Regions from separate parts of the Mus musculus genome. Here region 2 is linked to region 1. The links are chromatin contacts, called in public HiChIP or PLAC-seq maps. All regions are on one chromosome and are shown on one strand. Each heading gives the region's core, a stretch centred on a gene start, on an enhancer-like site or on the middle of the called end of the contact. The rest is flanking DNA. Distances are from core to core; before and after follow the strand shown. Region 1 overlaps Slco3a1 (solute carrier organic anion transporter family, member 3a1). Region 2 has its middle 38 kb from the start of Gm39037.

The links. HiChIP or PLAC-seq counts read pairs in DNA pulled down with a chosen protein or histone mark.
Region 2: a contact with region 1 is called in a BATF HiChIP or PLAC-seq map of CD8 T cells, with 14 read pairs. The contact joins two enhancer-like sites. A contact is called at or near these places in 1 of 484 Hi-C or Micro-C datasets (nephron progenitors), 1 of 115 datasets of contacts at active chromatin or transcription factors (CD8 T cells) and 1 of 9 other capture datasets (adipose tissue).

What each region holds. Positions count from the first base shown.
Region 1 is chr7:74,496,102-74,500,557 of GRCm38.p6, forward strand. The region is part of intron 2 of Slco3a1 (solute carrier organic anion transporter family, member 3a1); the gene reads right to left. Among named protein-coding and RNA genes, the nearest start is that of Slco3a1, 56 kb to the right of the region's middle. Within about 2 kb of position 1,335, at least 47 of the 459 cell types and tissues checked have an H3K27ac peak or open chromatin away from gene starts, as enhancers often do. A contact at or near this core is called in CD8 T cells, where this site is marked.
Region 2 is chr7:74,662,357-74,666,841 of GRCm38.p6, forward strand. No RefSeq gene overlaps it. Among named protein-coding and RNA genes, the nearest start is that of Gm39037, 38 kb to the left of the region's middle. Within about 2 kb of position 1,670, at least 10 of the 459 cell types and tissues checked have an H3K27ac peak or open chromatin away from gene starts, as enhancers often do. A contact at or near this core is called in CD8 T cells, where this site is marked.

The DNA of each region.
Region 1 (4,456 bases), core at 85-2,584:
AACCCAAGTCCTACATGACATAAAAGTGTTTGGGTCTAAAAGAGGTGGGATCTTGCCTATAACTGCAAGTGCTGAGAAGGATAATTTACATAACCAAATAAGCAGGATTTCGAGGGTTGGACACCAGCTTCAAGCACAGCCTGGAACAGCCTCCTGCCCTCTGATTCTCCAGGTTGACTCTCTCTGTCACTGTAGTCATTTCCTCTGTGTGTGGCAGCCAAGATGGACATCGGACTCCTTGTGCATTCTGGGTTCTTACCCAGAATGTTCTAGAAAGAAGGTGACTGGTGTTTGTCTGAATCCAGAGTAGTTTCTGATTGACCTACTCATTGGGCCAATCACTGTAGACCATGGCTTTTCTCTATGTCATAATTGGCTATCCCTAGACCATATGGCCATTCCTGTAGCTCACAAAAACCACCTGATATAGGAAGGCTATTCTTCAGTATGAAAACGAGATGCTGGACAGACAGACTCCAGCAAGTGTCTATACTATTCTTCCAATACTCGTTAGCAATGGAGGATGGTTAACCCAAGTCACAGAGACAATACCACCAAACAGCATTGCTTTCTACACAGAAAACCCTTCATACCATCTCTTCTTACAGAATGCTTTTGAGGGGTGAAAAGAACACAAAGAAAGTCAATGTTGTTCTTAGAAAAAGCAAATAGAATAGAAGTAAACTAGATGAAAAAACACACCTGTTATGGAAGGAGATCTTAAATAGTCTTTTATTTGAGAACAATACTTGTGCTACAGTTAAGGAAAGATAATAGGCCTGTATTCATCAGCCAGGTGCAGCAAAATGGGCTGTGGTGAAGCCAGTCTTTGATATTCTGGTGGAAGGAAACTGCTTTTGCAAGAATCTATACCTCGACCTCTCCAGTCTTCTCTCTTCTCTATCACCCACTTCCTTGCTATGTCTGAATGTCTCTTTGCAAAGATGCAGTCATCCACACAGTAGACATGTATGCCCAACCAATCCAAATTGTATTCCTTGAACATTCCAATGTTTCCTTTAGGGAACTGTAGAACTTTACTTTATTTATTACTTTATGTCAATGGCTCATTGTTCTTATTTTTATAAGGCATTAGGCATGGTATCAGCAGGATCAGAACCATAAAAGCCCATGAAAATTCCCCCTCATCTCTGCCAGGAAGTCCTGATACAGGTTACCAGTGTTGACTCACTGTTTTAGTTTGAGTATGAAACACCCCCCAAAGGCAAGTGGCCCTGGTTGGGGAAGTTGTGGAACCTTAAGGAAGAAGGGCTTAGCTTGTAGAAGTAAGTTTCTGAGAAGACAGGCCTTGAGGTTTTATGGCCCAGGCCTACTTCCTATTCTGTTTAGACTTCCTGTTTTAGCAAGACGTGAGTGAGGAGTTCAAGCTGCACACTCTTAGCACCCACCACCACACCCTCCCGTCATAATGGACTTTATCCTCTCAAACCATGAGCTAAAACCAACCATCATTGCCTCAAGTTGTTGTGTCTATTATTTAATCAAAGGCTGGGGGATTTCAATGAGTTAGCAATGCAGTCTGCTTGGAAAACAAGCATCTTAAGTCTCTCTTCAAAATAAGCAGCTCTGAGTGGGGCTAGAGAGATGGCTCAGAAGTTTAGAGCACTGGCTGCTCTTGCAGAGAACTGGAGTTCAACTTCCAGCACCCACACAGTGGGCCACCGCTCCCTATAAGTCGTGTTCTAGGGAATCTGATGCCCAGTTCTGACTTCTAGAGGGACAAGGCACACAGGTTGTGAACAGATCTACATGCAGGCAAAACCTTCATGCAAGGGCTGTGGTGGCTTAGTTCAGGACTAAAAAGGTTTCTATTCATAAGTGTCATACCTGCTGCTGACAATCACGACCCAAGGACACTTGTCTAATAACCTGTCCTCAATGAGATAAACCTGCCACTTCATCTATGCCTCTGTTTCTAGATTTGTAAATGGAGACACTATAAAGATGATCAAGGAAATGCTTTTTGATTCTGCCCTCCCCTTAAGATACATAATACTTGTTGCTTAGGAACAGTGAGCCTACCAAACCCCATCATATTGGTAGGGTGATGAGTTCACAGCAATAGGAAGCCCAGCCAGTCTGCAGGAATGAGGTCCATGGAAGAACCAGAATTCAAATCTTGAAATGACTGCGAGAAGCCTAATTCAGAATGCTCATGGTAACCAAGGTGGTGAGCCGTGATGTCCCAAGCCACCGAATGTGAAATATATGCATTTAGAAAGGATTGAAAATCAGCTACCATCACAGGCAATTCAGAAGCCCCAGATTAGGACTTTGGGTGAGTTGTTTAACACAGTGCCAAACACACTGAAATGGCATGTCACCAGCAGCTGGGATGAGGGACTGGAGAGGGGCCAAAACAAGCTGACCACTTCCAGTGCCATTTAGTTCAGAAAAAAGAAATTAATGAGAGAAACTTCAATATCAATGAAGTTGCAAGAATATAATGAGCTATGCTTGCTCCCAGGAGGAACAGCCTTTCAATTATGTCTTTTAAAAGAATTGCAGTCACAGTGTATTTGATCCATACCCGACCCAAGCTCTTTGTGGAGAATTAGAACACATTTTACCCAATGTCAACTTAAAATAAAACTCATCTGAAGCAAAATAACTCTTTGCTCCCAGGGCTCTAAAAAGAAGTGTGGTTCTCTTTGTTGGCTGGGTGGTAAGCTTGTGACCTTTGTACTAACACTTGGCAGGTGAAATGTGAGAATAATTCTCTTTGCATCATTAGCTAAAACACAGAGGGCTGATCTCGGTTGCAATCTAATTGATAACAAAGAGTACATGATACTTCAGGTCTAATAGATATGCCACAAGGCTCAGAACAACTGTGCTGTGTAATCCAGCACACTGCTAGGGTCCCTGCTCCTCCCATAGGTCCTCTCCAAGATGCCCTGAGACAACTACTTTCCTCTAACAGGATCCCACTCCTTCCAAAATAGCCATGCTCAGAAGACTGTGCAGCCATCCCTCTGTCTGTGTCTGCCACTTCATGTGTTAGTATTGTGCACAAATCTGCTAAGCACACATAAACAATTCAAACTGGTCTGATTTCACCTCGATCCCAATCTGCATCAGGAAAACTAGATCACACAGGTGGGAAAATTATGCATACAGCCCACCTCCCCAACTGATGATTGCATAGCAAAAAGGAGGAATTTAAATGGACTAAATGGACTCCATGTGTTATCCCATGCTAACTTCCTCCTTTGTGGGTAGAGAATGCTGCTGTTGTTGTTTGATTTTTTTAAATGGCACTCAGGATCAAACTACAGGCCTTTTGTGTGCCATCACATAGTCTACCACTGAGCCACAACTCTATGCCTCCCAGTGTGTGTGTGTGTGTGTGTGTGTGTGTGTGTGTGTGTGTCTGCGGGAACGCGCACACACATGCATGTTTCTATGTATGGGTGCATGTGTGTGTGGTTGTGGTAAAAGGCAGAGGACAGCTTTGAGTGTCAGTCCTCAGGCACCAGCAACCTTTGATTTTGAGAATGGTCTAACCAGTCTGGAGCTTGGCAGATAACTGAAGCTGTCTGGGCAGAGATCCACTGGGTTCCACGTGCCTCTGCCTCCCTTCTAATAGTGCCACTCCCTGGGCCAAGAGTACACAAACCACCACAACCTCCCAGTGCAGGGTGTTTTGCCCAGCAAACTGATGGACTGCCCCATGGTTCAAGCCCTCCGAATATTTGAATTTGTCTTATGACAGATCCAGTCCTCTAGCCCTTGGCATCTCTTCTTAGGAGCGGAATTGAGGATGAAGCCGTTAAAGAAGGAAGCCTTAGACTTTAAGCATCCCTTCTACCTGGCAAGGCTCAGGGAAGTTATCACACTACAGAAAGGTTGAGGGGTGTGTGTACAGAAATGTGTCTGCTGGGCCCAGAGTGCACAATGAGAAAGGGTTTGAGGAAGCTGTAAAGAAGGGAAACTCCAGCACAATATGAGGCAAACTTCCTGACAGCACCGATGGCTACAGCTAATGATAACGGAAGAAATGGACAGGTTGCATAGTCGACAGTGTTGGAGTGGAAGGCAGACTCCACCAGCTGCCTTGTTCCGAGGGGCCTGGGTTCTGAACACGCTTCATCTTTATACATAACGGACAATGGTGCATCTCTTTCCAGAACCTTGACGTGAATAGAAGCTATGCCCACCCATGTTCATCCTGCCCTCATGCACCTATCCTAGTTTTGACCCCCACTCTTCACCCTACCAGCACCTGTCTTTATGGACTTCAAACAGAGTCCTGTGTCTGCCTCCATCATGGATCTTGGCATTTCCCAAAGGTTTCAAGCTCTCTGGTGGATGTCCTTGATTCTGCTTGAGCCTGGATCACACCCCCCAACACCCACCCACTGCCTTCTGAACAGACCTCAGATACACCTGGAAAGTGCGGCACTCACACCCACAGCCCCGCTACATCCAGCTC
Region 2 (4,485 bases), core at 420-2,919, 170 kb after region 1:
ATCTTTGGTTTCTTCTCTCTGGTTCTCCATATCCTCAATTCTGCTATAGCCTGAGGTAATATTTTCCAGTGCATTTTACTCTCTAACATTTCATGAAGAGAGTTCTTGCAATTTTAAGGGCTGTGATTTTATAGACAAATGTCTGAAAACATACTTCATTTTACCAACTATAAAATGGGGCACAAGAGGAAACTCTCTCCATTCCTTTGGTATGTCCTGTTTGCGATTGACATTTAGTCATTTATTTGCTATGACAATAGCCACTTGATTTTTTTTATTGGATATTTCCTTTATTTACATTATCCCCCTTCCTGGTTTCCCTCCAAACTGGAAACCCCCTATCCCATCCCCCATCCCCTGTTTCTATGAGGGTGTTTACTCACCCAATACTGCTTCACTCCCCATCCCCTGACATTCCTCTACATTGGGGCATCGAGTCTTCACTGTACCAATGGCCTCTTCTCTCATTGTTGCCTGACAATGCCATCTTCTACTACATACGTGGCTGGAGCTATGATGGGTCCCTCCATGTGTACTCTTTGGTTGGTGGTTTCATCCCTGGGAGCTCTGGGGCATCTGGTTGGTTGATATTGATGTTCTTCCTATGGGGTTGCAAACCCTTTCAGCTCCTTCAGTCCTTTCTCTAATTCCTCCATTGGGGACTCCATGTTCATTCCAATGGTTGGCTGTGAGCATCCACCTCTGTATTTGTCAGGCTCTGGCAGAGCCTCTCAGGAGACAGCTATATCAGTCTCCTGTGAGCATGCACTGCTTGGCATCCACAATAGTGTCTGGGCTTGGTGACAGTATATAGGGTGGATCCCCAGGTGGGACAGTCACTGGATGGCCTTTCCTTCAGTCTATGCTCCACACTTTATCACCATATTTCCTCCTGTGAGTATTTTGTTTCCCCTTCTAAGAAGGACCGAAGCAGCCACACTTTGGTCTTCCTTATTTTTGAGCTTCATGTGGTCTGTGAATTGTATCTTGGGTATTCTGGGTTTTGGGTTAATATCCACTTATCAGTGAATGCATACCATGTGTGTTCTTTTGTGACTGGGTTACCTCACTCAGGATATTTTCTAGTTCCATCCATTTGCCTAAGAATTTCATGAAGTCATTGTTTTTAATAGCTGAGTTGTGTAAATATACCATTGTGTAAATATACCACATTTTCTGTATCCATTCCTCTGTTGAGGAACATCTGGGTTGTTCTAGCTTCTGGATATTATAAATATAGCTGCTATGAACATGATGGAGCATGTGGAACACCTTTTGGGTATATGCCAAGGAGTGGTATTGCTGGTTCCTCAGATTTTGGATGTACATGTATTTTAAATGTAGTTTAAAGGTTTTTTTAAACTTTGATTTACATCTAGAATGCTTGGCTTATATCTCCTTATATGGGACATGTCAGGGCCAAAAGAAATTTGTTTCACATAGACCTTACATATACAACCTGATCATAATTTTATACAATACTGTTGATAATTCTGTGCATGAAAAGTTATGTGTATTGAAGGATATTTGTACTATAGATCAAGTGTGGCATCTTTTATTTTCAGTTACTTGGGTGATGCTTAATTTGTGTATACGGCAGAGTTACCCAGTGTGCCTCTGAGTCCTCTGTGGTTGCCCTGTGCTCCACCACTGTGATGCAGTCTGCAGAACTGGAGCCTCTCATCTTACCCAGCTTCTCAGACACCTTCTTCACTGGGTTCAATGTTTCCTGTTGAAAACAACAAAACTGCTGTTTGGGCTTTTTTTTTTTTTTTTTTTTTTTGAGAGTCTGTTTTTGCATATCATACAGATACATTTTTGTTACTCTTTTTTTTTTTAAAGGAAAGCAATGTATGTTGATTCAAGGGTAGAAAAAAAGCTGAAAGATATTCTCTTGAGCAGGTGGCTCATGGTGAAAAAAAATCACTTCTGTTCAATGTTTACATGGGTTTGAACCATACTTTAAGATGGAAAAACAGAGGCAATTAGAGTTAAGTAACAACTGAATGTTTAACTTGTCTTCTTTGGTTTTGTCTTGTGTTTTTAACGGTTTGCTGAAATAATGGCCTCTTCTCTGGGCTCTCATTTGCTTTGCCATGGGTGTCAGATCTGTGTGGAGTTGCTCATACAAGAAAAGTGCCACTCCTTATGAAGTAACGATGTTAAGTTTTGGAAGTGCTTGATGGCTAAAGTGAAGGAAATCTGTATTTGAGGCTCAAATGATGGTATGACTTAGTCCTTCTGAATTTCAGTCACTTTATGTGTAGTAGTGGAGATAAAGGTAGAGAACATTATGATTGTCAGTAAAACAACACCATTGTGATAAAAGGTGGTGATGGTTACTGCTGCCAATGCTTACTAAATAGGCTTTTATATGTTTATTAATAAATACCATTCAATGTAAATTGTATGGTAGAGATTGGCATCTTATGGCAACTGATAATAGCTCAAAGCAAACCATTTCCTGGATCTTGATTCTTGGTGATAATACTTCATCTTCTTTGTTTCCTGAGTTCATTTGTTGCCTGTATTGATTCTCTATCCCAGTGGAGCTGGATTTGAGAACTGCATTAAAAATATTAACCAAAAGAGGCTGTTTTTTAGGCAAATGTGTAATGAAGCTTCGGATGGTCCCAAATGGTATTTGCCAGTGGCTATTCATCATGACCAGTGCATAATTTTTCAGGAAGTGAGACTGGAAACGTCAGAAAAAGATATGATTTCTCGTTTTATGGATGCACAGGGAACATTCAACAACTCAACCTACTATGAGGTGGGAGGTCATTGAGTCTATTTAGTAGTGGGAGTGTGTTACACATACAGTGTCTTTGTAGTAATCTTTATAATCAGGACCCATTGTTCACCACCATGATATTGTTTTCTCCATCATTAGGCAGAGAGGCAAAACTTCTTTAGTCTGTGACTGAATGTTCCCAAATGGAAAGTAGCCAGAAAGGTGCTGTCAATTGTTCTGATTCAGAAGGGATCTTGTACAGTGATCTTTTGTCTGTGCTTTCTGAAGAAAATTTAATTTTAAACTATCATATTTGTTTTAAAATCCTTGCACTACCAAGAATTTACCCACTTTCCCAACTGTGGAAAATTGGCCTACTTGTAAAAGTGAAGAAACTCAAACTGTTACAGTTCTACTTTCTAAACTACTTACGTTTGCCAGGTTTAATGGCTTTCTGTTTTGCACTCCGAGATGCTATAGTATATGTGAGTCATCTGTATTCTTTAGTCTGATCCAATATAATCAGTCTGCTTTTCCTTGTTTCTCATTACCTTTACACTTTCAGAGGTCAGATATTTTAGATGGTTTTCAACTTGGGTTTGTTTGTGCTTTTCTCCTGAGTAGATGGGGGTTTGGGCATTTAGAGTTGGGTAAAACATTATGTCTGTCATATTCTTTTCTCATTGTATCATTTTGGGAAGCACACTATCAACATTATCCGTTGGCTTCAGTCACTTGGTTAAAGTCATTATCTGTTGGACTTCTCCCTGAACTGTTAGTTTCTTGTAAGCTTCTTTGGGAATGTTGAAAAAAAAAGCCTAAACTAGACTCAAGGGGATGGGAGTTAATTTCTACCTCTTTGAAGAGAGAAAACATGCATGTATTATTGTGGATTCTATTAGAAAGACAAATCCCATCTCCTTCAAGTAGTTATTAGGTCAGTTAATTATATCATTAGGGCCTGTAAAAAAGTAGCCAATAGCAACCTCTGTGTCATAGGATTATGGTGTAGATTAATCCATGCAAAGTATCAAAGCCACGCTCTTGAGTTTACATTGCTTTCTTTCCTTTGCTTATAGAAGAAGCTGTGGCAGACATACCAAGACAAAAGAAAAGAAATTCTATATATTTTAGTTTGAAGGGAGTGCTGTAAGAATTACCACAGGAAAAAGAAGGCAAATTCATATTCCAGAATAGATATTAATTGCTATGAAAAAATCATGAATCTCTCTATAATGTAAGAAGCCCATGGCAACTGAAGGAATGACACCATGTAGATGGTCTCATTCTAAAACCTCATGGACCATACAAACAGTGATTATCCTGGTGGGCTTCACCAGCATTTTCTGAATGCCTCTCTCTTTCTGCCTACACATACTTGGGGTGTCATTGGTTTTGCTCATTTCTAAGAGCTTCATGGGGGCCTTTTCCTGGGACACAGTGCTGGAAGAGAGGAGTAACCAGCAGGTCAGGAGGAGCAAACAGAATAGCCAATAAAGATGGTCAGTCTGAGCAACTTATTGAAAGACTTTATCTTACCCCACATGCTGACTGTCCACCATGCCACATTTTGCCATAATGGCAACTCATAATCAACAGAATTTATCTTGCTTATTCATTTATCTGTTCCCTGTTTGGCTTCCTTACTAGAATATAAACTCTACAACAGAGAATAACCTTTCTATCTCATCATTTCTGTACCCTGGTGCATGAAACAACGCCTATCCTCTAATAGGTCCATAGTGAATATT